2 separate regions of the Gossypium hirsutum genome follow, and region 1 is linked to region 2. A link is a contact called in public Hi-C data. All regions are on one chromosome and are shown on one strand. Each heading gives the region's core, a stretch centred on a gene start, on an enhancer-like site or on the middle of the called end of the contact. The rest is flanking DNA. Distances are from core to core; before and after follow the strand shown. Region 1 holds the start of LOC107886661 (BTB/POZ domain-containing protein At1g67900). Region 2 holds the start of LOC107886476.

Region 1 (6,156 bases), core at 649-3,148, 140 kb before region 2:
CTCCGATGGAAGCAAACTCACTATTGACTCCAACAGCAGCCTAGATTTCGAAGTAACCTCACTAGCTGAGTCCGAATCCGAGGTGGACCCAGCTGGTTCTCTGGTAGCTTTTATTTTTCTTGAAATATTAGGTAGCCATCTAGATGCATAGATTTGCAATGCTTCACCAATGAGATTAGAGGGTATTTTGCCATCAGATTTAATTGCAATCATGGTTCTCCAGTAAAGGTCAATACCCAACTCAGCAATGTCCTCAGCCCACCAACCTTTGGCTGCTGGTCGTTGCCGCTGGCCCTCTACGCCATTACATGATACATCATCCCGGACCCTTCTCGAATGACTATGTGACAAGCTCACCTTGGAAGGGTGTGTGGACGCTTTCAAAGCAATGGCTTCGATACATCTGCTCGTAATCCGAAGGTCTTCAGACCATAAAGGAAAGGCTTTGGTGGTGTGAAGAGTCACAATAGAGTCCCTCCAACCATGTAAGATGCAGGAATTGAAGAAAACTTCGAGCTTGTAAACTAAATTCCCCTTCTCCACATCTTCGGTCATCTGCAAGTATTCAGCCGCACATCGTGCAGCTACGATGTTATAGGCGCTGAGAGTGATTGTGATACCATAACAGAACTTAGCACAAAGCTCAAACGCCTCAGTTCCACCAGGGAAGTCGGGTATTTGTACTATCTGGTGCTGTAATGTTTCAGGGGATTCGGAACATATCCTCTGCAACCGCAAACATTTGGACAAGAGAGGAAACTGCATGTAGAATGAATTTGCAGATAAGCATATAAAAGAAAAACAACATAATTCAATTGAAACATATATCAGTCTTAAATAACTTTACCTTGTGAAGTAGATATCTACTTCCTTTCACTTGGACTATAAGGTCACTAGTGACTTCAGAAGAGACAGACCTGCATCAACAAAACAAATTCATGGCAGCTTCCCTCAAATAAGGGAAAAGAAAACCATTTGGCTTCAATCGCTGAAAAGCCATACCTTACAGCCTCGTTAGTGTAGAAAGTGTCAGGCCGAGATCCTAGTTTCATAAACTTCATGACTGATTTTGCTTTTGTTTTATGGGTTGGGTTTTTTCTTCACCTAAAAGCAAACCATAACCAGAAAAGGAAAGAAAGAAGAGCTCAAACTCCAGAAAGTTTCAAAATCTTCTAAATAGGGAGTAAAAACAAACGATTTTACTGGAGAGGAGAGGTTATCCAAGAAGAAAGGATAAAAGGAATCAAAGCCCAGAAGATGAAATCATGGAAAAGACAGATACCCATCTGATTAGGATATATAAACAAGGAATCAAAACCATTGCATTCCCATCAATATTTAAGTATTCTAAAGCTCTCACCAACTCAATCAACCATAAACCAACTCTCTCTCTCTCACTGCCTTACTCTAAAGTAGAAACACTGTCTCACACACTCGAATAAATAAGTGTTCTTTTTCTGAGACAGCTACCTGAAATTTAACGCTTTTGATACTATTCACAAACATCTCCCAATCATTCATCGGAAAATTCAACTTGAGTACATAGGGAAAAGAAAACTCTGTAATTTTTTTAAAAAATGTCTGAATATAGTAAGGCTTTTGTAATATCGAAAAAAAAATATGGTTTCTCCAACTTTCAAGTGTAGAAGGCTATGAAGGTCAATCTGCGGTGTCTTGTGAGAGAGTTACTAACACATAAGACGAAGCCATGGTAGCGTGCAAAATGAGACAGGAAGCAGCCACGTGCTTAACCTGCGCCCACTAGTGCCCCTTCCCTCTCATCATTGATGTTTTCACCTGTACGCACACCCCTGGATTATTTTAGTCAAACTCTAGTTTATCTATACGCCACACCGTACGCCTCTTCATTCTCGTTTACTATTTTATTTTTTAATAAAATCAAATATGATTTTAGAAAAAAAAAGTGTCTGTCATTTAAATAATTATCTTCTAGCTTTACAAAAAAAAAAAAAAAGAACAGAGTATCATGTATAGTTGCCTTTATGCTTTAAAGCCTTTTACAATCCTTATCGACGGCTTTGCACTTTGCATATTATATCTGGATGGATTAAATATAGCTTCTTCAAGGGATTCATTTATCAAATATTGAATCATATTTATTTTAGTAACAGGACATGAATGTGGGTTCAGCAAGAATGATGAGCATTTCATGGTTTCATAGGAAAATATGTGTTCTTCACTTCAACCAACACACATCATTCATGTTCTAAAGCTTTACCTACACTTTTCACTGCTCCATACACTGCCATTTATCTCATCAAATACCAAAATTAGATACTATGTCTAAAAATAAAATATAAAATATTAGGATCCATCTGGTCTGATAGTATTCGAATTTTCACAATTAAGGTACTTCGTTTGGAGTCTTGATAAAATAAATTAAGGGAGATTAAAATAATACGAAATCAAATAAATAAAAATCGAACAACAGTAAAACAGTAAATAAAAACTGGTTTTGAAATTAAATAAGGCAAAGCCAATTTATGAATGTTTTAGCCTCGGGTAAGACGTCGGTCTTAGTCCCGAAATTTATTACGGACTATGAATGTCTTCTCATTCATTGGTAAGCAGTTTATAGTGATCAAAAACCTTAGCCATCAATTCTTCCTTAATTGTAAATTAACTACAAGAATCGCTCAATTGTTAACCATTACTGAACTAATAAGCCTGAAAGATGCTTCTACAATTTAATCCGTCGATAACCTTGCAACTAGAAGAACTCGACTCCAATTAATGATATCAACCGTATGAATCATTTAAATTAGATCACTTTATGCCATGACATCACCCAAATGCACTCCGCATTGAACCATGCCAACTTTTTCCTTGTATTTTATTCATAAATAAATTATTAAAGATAAAATTAAATATTTATCTAAATAAAATATAAGGGATAAAACCTAATCTTAATTTAACTCCTAATAAATATATTTAAAAATAATATTTAAATAAAAATAAAATAATCTTAAAGTTTAAAAAACTTTGTATATCAAATTATTACTCTCATATCCAAATCTTTAATGTGATTTCATGTTTTCACTTGTTCTTTACATTTTAGACTCGCACTACACTTAAATAAAAATTATGCAATAAGTATCAAAATTAATAGCAACGTATCCAAAAGTTTATTAAAATATATTAATTCACTATGAAAATGAATGCATGTAATTATTTTTTTAAATCTACACAATTGCATCAAAATCAAAGTTTCACACAATTCAAATTTTGTGTATCGAATTACACATTAAACTAGAAATCATATATAAATTTAATATTTAATCCTAAAATAAAAAAAAAACTTAAAAAGAAATGATATATGATGGGTAAAGAGAAGGATAATTTGTGAAGAAATGAGTGGCATTGGATAATGGTGAAGTGTATGTGGGTATAAATTGATGTCAAAATTCAAATCCTATGTTGAAAAGAAAAGGTGATCCAAAAATGGGTGTACTGATGGTCCTTGTCTGTGCTACCCAACGGGGTGGCCAACCGACAACTCGTCCTTTTGTAGGACCCCACCACTCTTTCAATGGAAACCCTTTTGGATCCTCAAGGGTTGAATTTTGGTGCTTTCAACCTTGGCCCTTTCACCTCTTTTAACAACCCCAAATTTTGTTACCTCACTAATTGAGTTGCGGTAAAACTACCATAACAGTCCTTATATTATATTTTGGATTACATGTTAATCTCTTTATTAAAAAAATAGATAAATTATCTATCTACATTAGATGAATGAACCAAATAGTTTCTTGCTAAAATTTCTGCCAGATTTAAAAATTATGAAAAAAAAAATCAAAAATAAAAAATTTCTGAAATTTGCATATACTATTAATTTTGCCTATTTTATTCTCTTTATCTTTTATACGAACCATTTAAGTATAGTTAAAAAAGTATTATAATAGTTTTTTTCTTTTCCCGCTTGAAGCAGGCAAAAATTATTAAATTTCTTTTATTTTATTTACTAATTTTAATTCTCCAAATAACATATACATAATATATATATTAAAACTTATTTTTTCTTTACTTTTAATACTTTTTAATTTAATTATTATAGAAATGTGCAATCTTGATCGTTGACAGGTTGATGTGGGATCCTCCCTAATGCACCATTGTTCCGTTTGTTCTTTCAGGGATTTTACTTAGGGAAATCAAGGAACTTCAAGATTCTATCAAACTTCAAAGCAATAATAAACGAATTTGTCTTTCACAGAAGAATATACACTTTTTTCTCTGTACATTTTCGTGCTGGAAATTCCAAAGTTCATTCCAACAAAAACAATATCTGCAGCAAATAACTATTGAGTTTGATATTTACATAACATACAAGTTAAGCACAGAGAGATAAAAGATGGGCCCATAACAGTGAAATGCTCGGTGATCAGGGTTGCACCCGACACCCAAAATTAAGTTTAAGTCTAGTCATCAGAAAAATGCTGGCAACTTGGAAGGACTGGTGATGATATTTAAAGCTATTTGTCTGGTTTATTTGGTAATACTCTAGGTGTTGAGCAAAGGTTACAAGCTTGTGTCATCGCTGTCTGTCTGTCATGTTATGTAAACTCCCTTTTTAGGGTTTGGAATTTCGTGTGCATATTAACAAAAGTAACTCACACGCACACCCTAACGACCATCTCTGCCAGATTGGTATGTTGATGTTGTAATAGAGACTCATGAATTTTAACCTTCAGCTCAGTCTTCTCACGGTGTCACCACCTCATCTGCCCCTGCTTTCCAACAAAAAGTCACTTTCAGCTTTTTCCCATGTGGGGTTTCTGTGTTTCTACTGAGTTGGCCCGACCCGAGTTAACCAAATTTTACACAGAGGGGAAGAAGAAGGTCCTAACTCTCACACAAGTTGAAGTTCCACCTCCTGCCATTAGTTAGTTGGTCCAACCCCATTAATTTGACTTACTAATGTCTGATTTTTCTACTGGTGAACCTACAAATTTATGGAGAAGTTATGAATAGATAATCTAGTTAAAAGTGAATAGCGATACTTGTATAGTTGTTTTAACATTTTCCCACCAAAAATAGCATATTGTCCAGTCATGATCATTAACCATATGCCAAAAACAAAATGATGGCAACATGTCTAATGTTTAAGTCAAAGTGTACGATGACTATCTCAGAATACTTGTCTCTAATCATCAACATTAGGTGGGATTTATGGACAAAGTAAGAGGATTAGTTAATAAGTAAAGCCTGAACATCACAGTAGCAGTTGGTAAATGATGGGTTTTAGGCTACTCTTTTAAGTCTTTTCTCTCAAGTAAACCGCCATAACTTGAGGTTCGCGTGCAACGCATGGTAATGCCAGGATTGAGTGTCATACCACAAACAGTGTCATGTTTTTTATTATTATCTAAAACCAGAATTCAACAGTGTTGAAATTGAAATATTATTTTAGAAGGTATTAAACTCCTTACCACTTAACGTAGTAGCTAAAGACTTTTAACTTGGTCCCTAAAATTTTATGATTTTATCTTAACACAAATTCCAAACTAGTACACTTCAGTAGCTTTTCCTTATTAGTATTTACTGTGAAAGACTAGCAGCAGGGGGAAAAAAAGGAATGTAGTAGATTTTGTTGTTTTTGGATGAGTGTGAATGATTAGTAGTAATCCAATCATCAATATGACCCCAATTTGATGAATGTGTCGGTATAATAACACCCGATTTTACCTTTTCACTATTTGGAGGGCCTAAAATTCAAGATTTTGTATTTTAGGGTAGAAAAAAGAGAAGATGATTTCATCCAGCTAAGAAATGCATGTCAAATCTAAAATTTGAGGCTTACTGCTGAGACAGCAAGACAAGACACAGTGTTGCCTTTGTTTGAATCTCCAATTACTACCTCATCATCTTCAAAAGTCTAAAGTTTTACACCAGACTTCAAAAGTTGACAGCACCAAAGTTAAATAATAATAAAAAAGCAACTAGGGTGCCAGCTATATGTAGGTTGATAATATGCTCCAAATACATGCAATTTTGCATGTTGGTAATTACAAAAAGCAGTGTCTGATAAACAAATACGTCTCATTCACTTTTAGCTTTGCAATCAATCATTGCATTGTTGATAAGCAGCATCGTTGATTTGTGAAGTCAGAAAATAGGGTGTAGAAGTTAGGATACAAA
Region 2 (6,534 bases), core at 294-2,793:
GATGCACACCAACAAGAACTGAGATTCAAACAGCAACTTCATGGGAATGGCACCTAATTCCAAGCTGATATCCTAGTTGAATCAATTTTACCAGTTTATGCAGACAGGAAAAGACAAGCTAATTACTCCGGCCTTTAACACTTAACCCAAGGATCTTATTATATTGTAAAAAGATGTAAGAATCCCCATAAGAAGCGTCTAAGAACCTCTTCCACATAACGCAACAAAGTAAGCAACCATGTGCTATCCCCTGGACAAAAGATCACGGTCGCCGGACAATCACAAAACCAGAGAAATTCCTATCATAAATTCTATTAACTCCATAATCAAGTAGACATGTGTCTTTCCCTTCTTTTCTTTTTTAACTAATATCCGACAATTGTAGAATTAAAAAACTGCAATACCGAGATTTTATTTTATTTTAGTTAATAGCATAACCTTGCGTTGCTTAGGTTGAAATATAATACTGAACAAAATGACCAAAAACATAAACCTGACCTCAAAGTTTGCTTAAAATCAGGTTTTATTCCTTTAAAAATCTCAGATTCAACTCCTTTCCTATTACTTTTTTTTGGTCCAATAAATTTCAAACAATAAATAAAATTTATTAACCAGATAAAAAAGAAAAGAAAGTAAGTAAGTACGAGCAAAAAATGGATACACTAAAATAACGAATCAAAGATTCAAAATCTAATTAGAAAGGTTTAAAATAATTGAATGATTATATAGGCTGCAGGTGAGACGATGAATTTCCTCGAGAAACAAACGGAAAACTAAGCTAAATGAAAGAAAAGAAACTACAAATATTTACTTACCTGAATGGAAAGATAATTGAGAACAACTGAAAAGGATCTGATGGAAACTGAAACTGTATTTAAAATGGCTCTAAATCACGAGAAAAATCACCTTCTCCTCTTTAACTGAAAATATGCAAGAAATAAGTTTATGCTTCTCTCTCGAGAATTGAGAGAACGAACTTCTTGATTGCCTTACTAACAGAAAAAAAAATATAGAAAACTTGAAGGAAAAAAGACCTGAAACTGAACGATGAATTTCAGTTTCCCCAAAAAAAAAAAGAAAAGAATTCTATCCTTTTTTTCTGTACTACTTTTTGGTAGAAGAAAAGAAATCGTAAAATTTTAAAAAATCTGGGGAAAGAAACAGAGAAAATGAAGGAAAAAGAGAGAAGATATTAGAAAAATGTTTCTACTGTTTCTAAGTTTTGATGAGCAGAGATTGAAATTAGAATTTGGGTTCTTATTTTTTTCGCTATATAAATATTTAAAAGAAAAATGTAGTTAATATGCAAATAGTACCCTGGAACAAAGTTAAACATATATATTAGATGAATGGATGAATGGGTGAATGGACAGGTGCAATGGGGGAGGTTTTGACATTCAAATTGCCAGCCCCCAACTGAAACTTCCTAGATTTCCTGCCAACTAATTTTCTTAACCGTCTTAAATTTACTCTTCTCATTTTTGTTTTGGGTGTAGGTGTAATCGGATAAAAGCGTGTGAAGGAACAAATGAAAAAAAGTTACGCATGTGCCTTTCCTTTGCCTTTATATAAAATAAATAAATCAAAAAATATAATTCATGTTCAATTTTTTAATCAATAAAAGCACTTTATTAAAGTTTTTTAAATGGTAAATATTACTTTAAGTATTGCCTTTACGCACCCATCAACCGGACTCTTAAATCAAATTTGAAATTTCATTCCGTTTTTTATTAGACTTAAATCTAGAGCTATAAATGAATAGCGCCTTTTTTTTTTTAATTTTCATAGGTCTCGATTATGAAAATAGTAAATAATAAATAAATTCCAAAGAAAAACAAAATAAAAGCAATTTATTGAAGTTTTTAAATGGTAAATAATAAATAACAAATAAATTCTAAAAATATATATGCGTATAATAAAATTTAAACTCAAAACACCAAATAAACACTCTCTTTTACTACTGATTGAATCACTGATGTCATAGAAAATAATTTATTTTTGTTGAGTAACTTTCCATTGTGTCTCATTAAAAGGGATAATCGAATATTTATATACATGATTATTGTTTGTGGAATTGATGTTCTTAGTAGACTTTATGCATGTACAACACATGTACTATTTTAGGCTACTTGCTAGACTTCGTGTCCCCCATATACGAACTCGGATATATGCGATTTGAGACAGCGAGTTCCCTTGTGAGCTCCCCCTGTGAACTTTCAGGTCGCGGGTTGGCGACCTAGACCTTATCTAATTCTTAGGTTGGTGATTATAAGTACATAACAATCTAATCATCCCTATTGGGTTTAAAGAAGGCTATAAAGTGGCACTCCTTAGAGCCATCACTTCCCATTTATATAGCCTTGCTGAGTACGCAGCAACTACTGGGACATGACGTTAACTTTTCCACGTGTACGAATAGATCGCGTCTGTTTGTATCTGACCATTGGTGTTTCTCGGTCATTTGAACTGTCAAAACACAGGGAAGAGAAACTTATTTAAAAGAGGTTTTTGGAAACCCTAAACTCACAATCTTAACATTTCCTACAAATAGGCTTGATTGAGATTTTCTTCAAGGTAACATCTTCTTTCCTTTTCTTTTCTTTCTACATAAAAAAAACATGTCGAAAATGAGGAGTGCTGATGGTCGAATAATTCTCTGTTGTCCACCGCGAGAGTGTGCTTCAAAGGTCATTATAGAAGCCAATTTCTTCATCTGTGCTACAAAAATATGAAGAAATAGGTCGAGTTTTGAGTGCACGGGAGATTCAAATCCCCAATTTTACTTGCAAATTTTCCATCCCTAAGAGGCTTCACAGGCTCAGTGATACTAGTGATGATAGCTTTCTGCTCCTCCTCCATGCTCTAGAAGTAAAGTTCCACTTGCCCTTGTATCCGTTCTTCTGTCATCTTCTTCAAGATTACCAGATTGCTCTTCGTTAACTCTGTGGGTTCTCTTGGTGGACCACAATGGCTTATTTTATTGATTACTGCCAACATAACAAAGCACCATGGCTCGTGGTGTTCCGAAGCTTATATCTATTAAAGGCCCAAAACCGAGGGAACTCATTGGGCTTTTACAATTTTTCCCCTTATGATAAAGGTGAGACCATAATTACGAACAAATGTGCTAATCTTTAGCTGAACTGGAGAAAATATATTAGGGTGAGATGTAGGCTCACAGACGGGTTTAGTTTTCCTACAGAGTGGTTCGCATCTAATAAGGACACGTGTTCATTCAGGCGAACTGTAAAGACAAATGGTAGTTCAGCCCAGTTGTAAAGGCTTCGTGCTAGCAATTTCCTATTATTGAAGATCTTATAACCGTGAGAAACGTATTTCAATTCTGTTTAGAGGACTTTAGCCTCGATAGATATAGGCGAGGTGACAACAGAGAAGTTTCTGAAGCTTTAGGTGCAGACCTTGAAAGACAGACATGGCCCTATGTAGCAAATGACACCAATGATGACTTGGGTCTAATTCTAACAAGATTTAAAAAGGAAACCAAGAACTTCTTTTACAGTTACTATAGGATAAGGCCTCGCCCCTAGATTCTGGTGATCTCCTCGCAAGTAGAAAGCGATACTAATATTAATTTGATAATTGATCCTTTTGATACTGGGATTGTTGGTGGTATAGGTACAACTCGTAGTTCAGAAGACGCCTCTGAGGAAACTACCAATATATCATGAGAAATTAACAAAGTTATGGACCTATGAGCTGTTCTAAGGGACATGCGCAAGAAGCACAGGATCTTCTTTAGGTTCACCTCTATTTTCTTTTCTGAAATCATGAAACCTAAGAATCTGTCAGCTCACATGTCGAACGCACACTTTTTAGGATTTAATTTCATCTTATGGGCCCTCAAAACTACGAACGCTTTTGACAAGCTCCACACATGCTCCTTCATAAATCCACTTTTCACCAACATGTCATCTATACATACCTTAAGTTTGTGCCTTATTTGGTTTCTAAAAATCCTGTACACTAATCTTTGATAAGTTGCTCCCATGTTCTTGAGACTAAAAGGTACAACTCGATAGTAGAAAAACTCTTCTTTAGTGATGAAATTTGCTTTTCTTGGTCACCCTGATCCAACAAAATCTAGTTATAACCTAAGAAAGTGTCCAAGAAGTTCATGAACCTATGACCTACAAAGGCATCAACCAAATGGCCAATCGAAGGTAAAGGGAAATTTTCCTTAAGGTACGCATTTTTCATTTGCCATTTGCTTTTTTCACCATAACCACATTCGAGACCCAATTTGGATACTTAACTTCCTTAATAAAAACTACTGATAACAGTTTAGCTACCTCTTGTCTTATTGTTTCCACCACCTACGGAGTGAACTTCCTCTTCTTTTGCTTAATTGGCTTTGTCTCTAGGAGTACATTCAACCTGTGGACGATTACCTGGGGGTTCACCCCTAGCATATCTGCTACTAACCAAGAAAAAATATCTGAATTCTTTCTCAGATAGTAAACCAATATGTTCTTTTCCTTAGTTACCAACACTGATGAAATCTTTATAGTTCTTTCTTTATTATCACTGAATAGCTGTAAAGTCTCAGTATGCTCTACTGTTTCGGGTTTCTTACTTCTCTCTTAATCGCTCATATCTAGGCTATCCAAGTTCAAAGTTTTTGTCCATTGTGAATTCTGTCCTCCAACTATGAGCTCACACGCTTGTTTGACAGACAACATAGGGCATTGCCTCGCAGTTCGCTAATCTAATTGTAAGAACCCAACCATTGTCCTTGTTAGGAATTTGATCTTCATGCAGAACGTTACAACCAAAATTTTTTTCATCTCATTATTGGATGCTCGAATATAGAATTGTACACCATGGGATGGTTTACAACAAAAACTGAACGTACTTCATAGTCGTGTGCTCGCCATCCTCTAAAGTGAACAGGTAAAGTGATTGAGCCCTTTATCTTGACTAGATGGTTCGCAAAACCATACAACGAGCTAGCTCTGGACAAAGTTTACTCTTTCAACTCCATTTTTTAATATGTTTCCCAATATATAACCTCCACTGCACTTCCACTATTTACAAGTATCCTTTTAATTTCAAAACCTACGATTTTCGCAGAAACAACCATCAGATCATTACCCTTTTAGTCGCATACCAACTCTTCATCATTATTACCAAATTCAACGCTCTATTTTCCCCACTGACATGATCTCTTAGGAGCGCTAACATACATCATGTTTCTCATATGTGCCTTCCTTTTTTCACTGAAACCTATATATTCTTTATTTGTACCTACAATTACATGGATTATACATTTAACCTTTTGTTTACCCTTAGGATCACCACACGAGCTCTGACCCTGCTAGGAAACACCCTGATCAACAAACTCGACTAGCTTGTCATTTTGTACTACTTCTTCGATAGCATCTTTTAAAGTGAAACAATCTTCAGTCTTGTACCCAACGTCATTGTGAAAGACACATCTATCTTTTCAGTTCGAACTTCTCGTGTTATGCCTCATTGAAGATGGTTTAAGCCTGATACCAAAACTCTTCACCTAGTTTAGAATGTAAGTATGTGTAGCATTCAAAGGAGTGTAAACTTCGAACCTACCCTAGGGAATGTATTTCTTAGTATGTTTTAATTGAGACCTTTGAAAAGCCCTAGGAGAATCACTCTGCGTCTTTTCTCCCTATCGCCTATCACCTCTTGTTTGCAATGACTAATTAGGAGGGTCATGCCTATTGCAAGCTTCCTCTCTGTTCTTAAACTGTCTGTTTTCCTTTTGAAAGGTGCCACATAATGCCTTTTTAATCTCCCCTACCTTTGCGAACTTGTGGGTTCGCTCGTATAGATTTGTCAAACTTTGTGGCCTATTATCAGTAAAGAAATACTGTACATGATCATTTTGTATCCCCATTATGAAAGCATTTATAGCCCACTAATCTTCTAAATTATTCGTGTTCAAAGTCACTGTATGAAACCGCTTTACATAATCTTAGAGAGAATCGCCTTTTCCCTATTTCACGGACATTAATCTCGTAGGCGTACTCATGATCACCCTGTGAGACCTAAATTTTCCTAAGAACATCTGGCCCAATTGGGAGAAACTTCGAACTGAACCTTGAGGAAGGGAGAAGTACCAGTCATTCGCACTTCTTTTAAGTGTCGTGGAAAAAGCTTTACATTTTGTTGAATCCGACACTCGCAACATATCCATATAATCATTGTACTGCATCAAGTGGGCTCGTGGATCTCTTCTCTTCTCAAACATGTCCTTTGGGACTTTAAATCACGTGATAAGTTTACTATTGCTATCTTAAGGGCCAATGGATTATTAGAACAAAAAAGCTAATCCATATCCTAGGACTCAGGGTGCAACGCTCTCACGTCTCATCGTAACTAGTCCATCTCATTTTTCCATTCTCTTGCATGCATGCCTGAACCATCATATTGCATATTTACAGTATCATAAAAATCAGAATTGTCAAGGTGTACCTTCCTTCTTAACTCCTCATTCTACTTTAGTAACTATTACTGAAAAGTCTGTTGTTGCTTGAA

What was found. A called contact is a pair of places that touch in the nucleus more often than the background predicts.
Region 1: a Hi-C map of leaf shows a contact between it and region 2, with 6 times the contacts expected there. The contact joins the promoter of LOC107886661 here to the promoter of LOC107886476 in region 2. A contact is called at or near these places in 10 of 34 Hi-C or Micro-C datasets (anther, callus, hypocotyl and 2 more).

Annotation. Positions count from the first base shown.
Region 1 is chrA03:96,703,901-96,710,056 of Gossypium_hirsutum_v2.1, reverse strand. It overlaps LOC107886661 (BTB/POZ domain-containing protein At1g67900), which reads right to left and starts at 1,898. Exons shown (of 4, transcript XM_016810705.2): 1 at 1,003-1,898; 2 at 848-917; 3 at 1-759. The coding sequence starts at 1,061.
Region 2 is chrA03:96,566,475-96,573,008 of Gossypium_hirsutum_v2.1, reverse strand. It overlaps LOC107886476, which reads right to left and starts at 1,543. Exons shown (of 15, transcript XM_016810447.2): 1 at 816-1,543.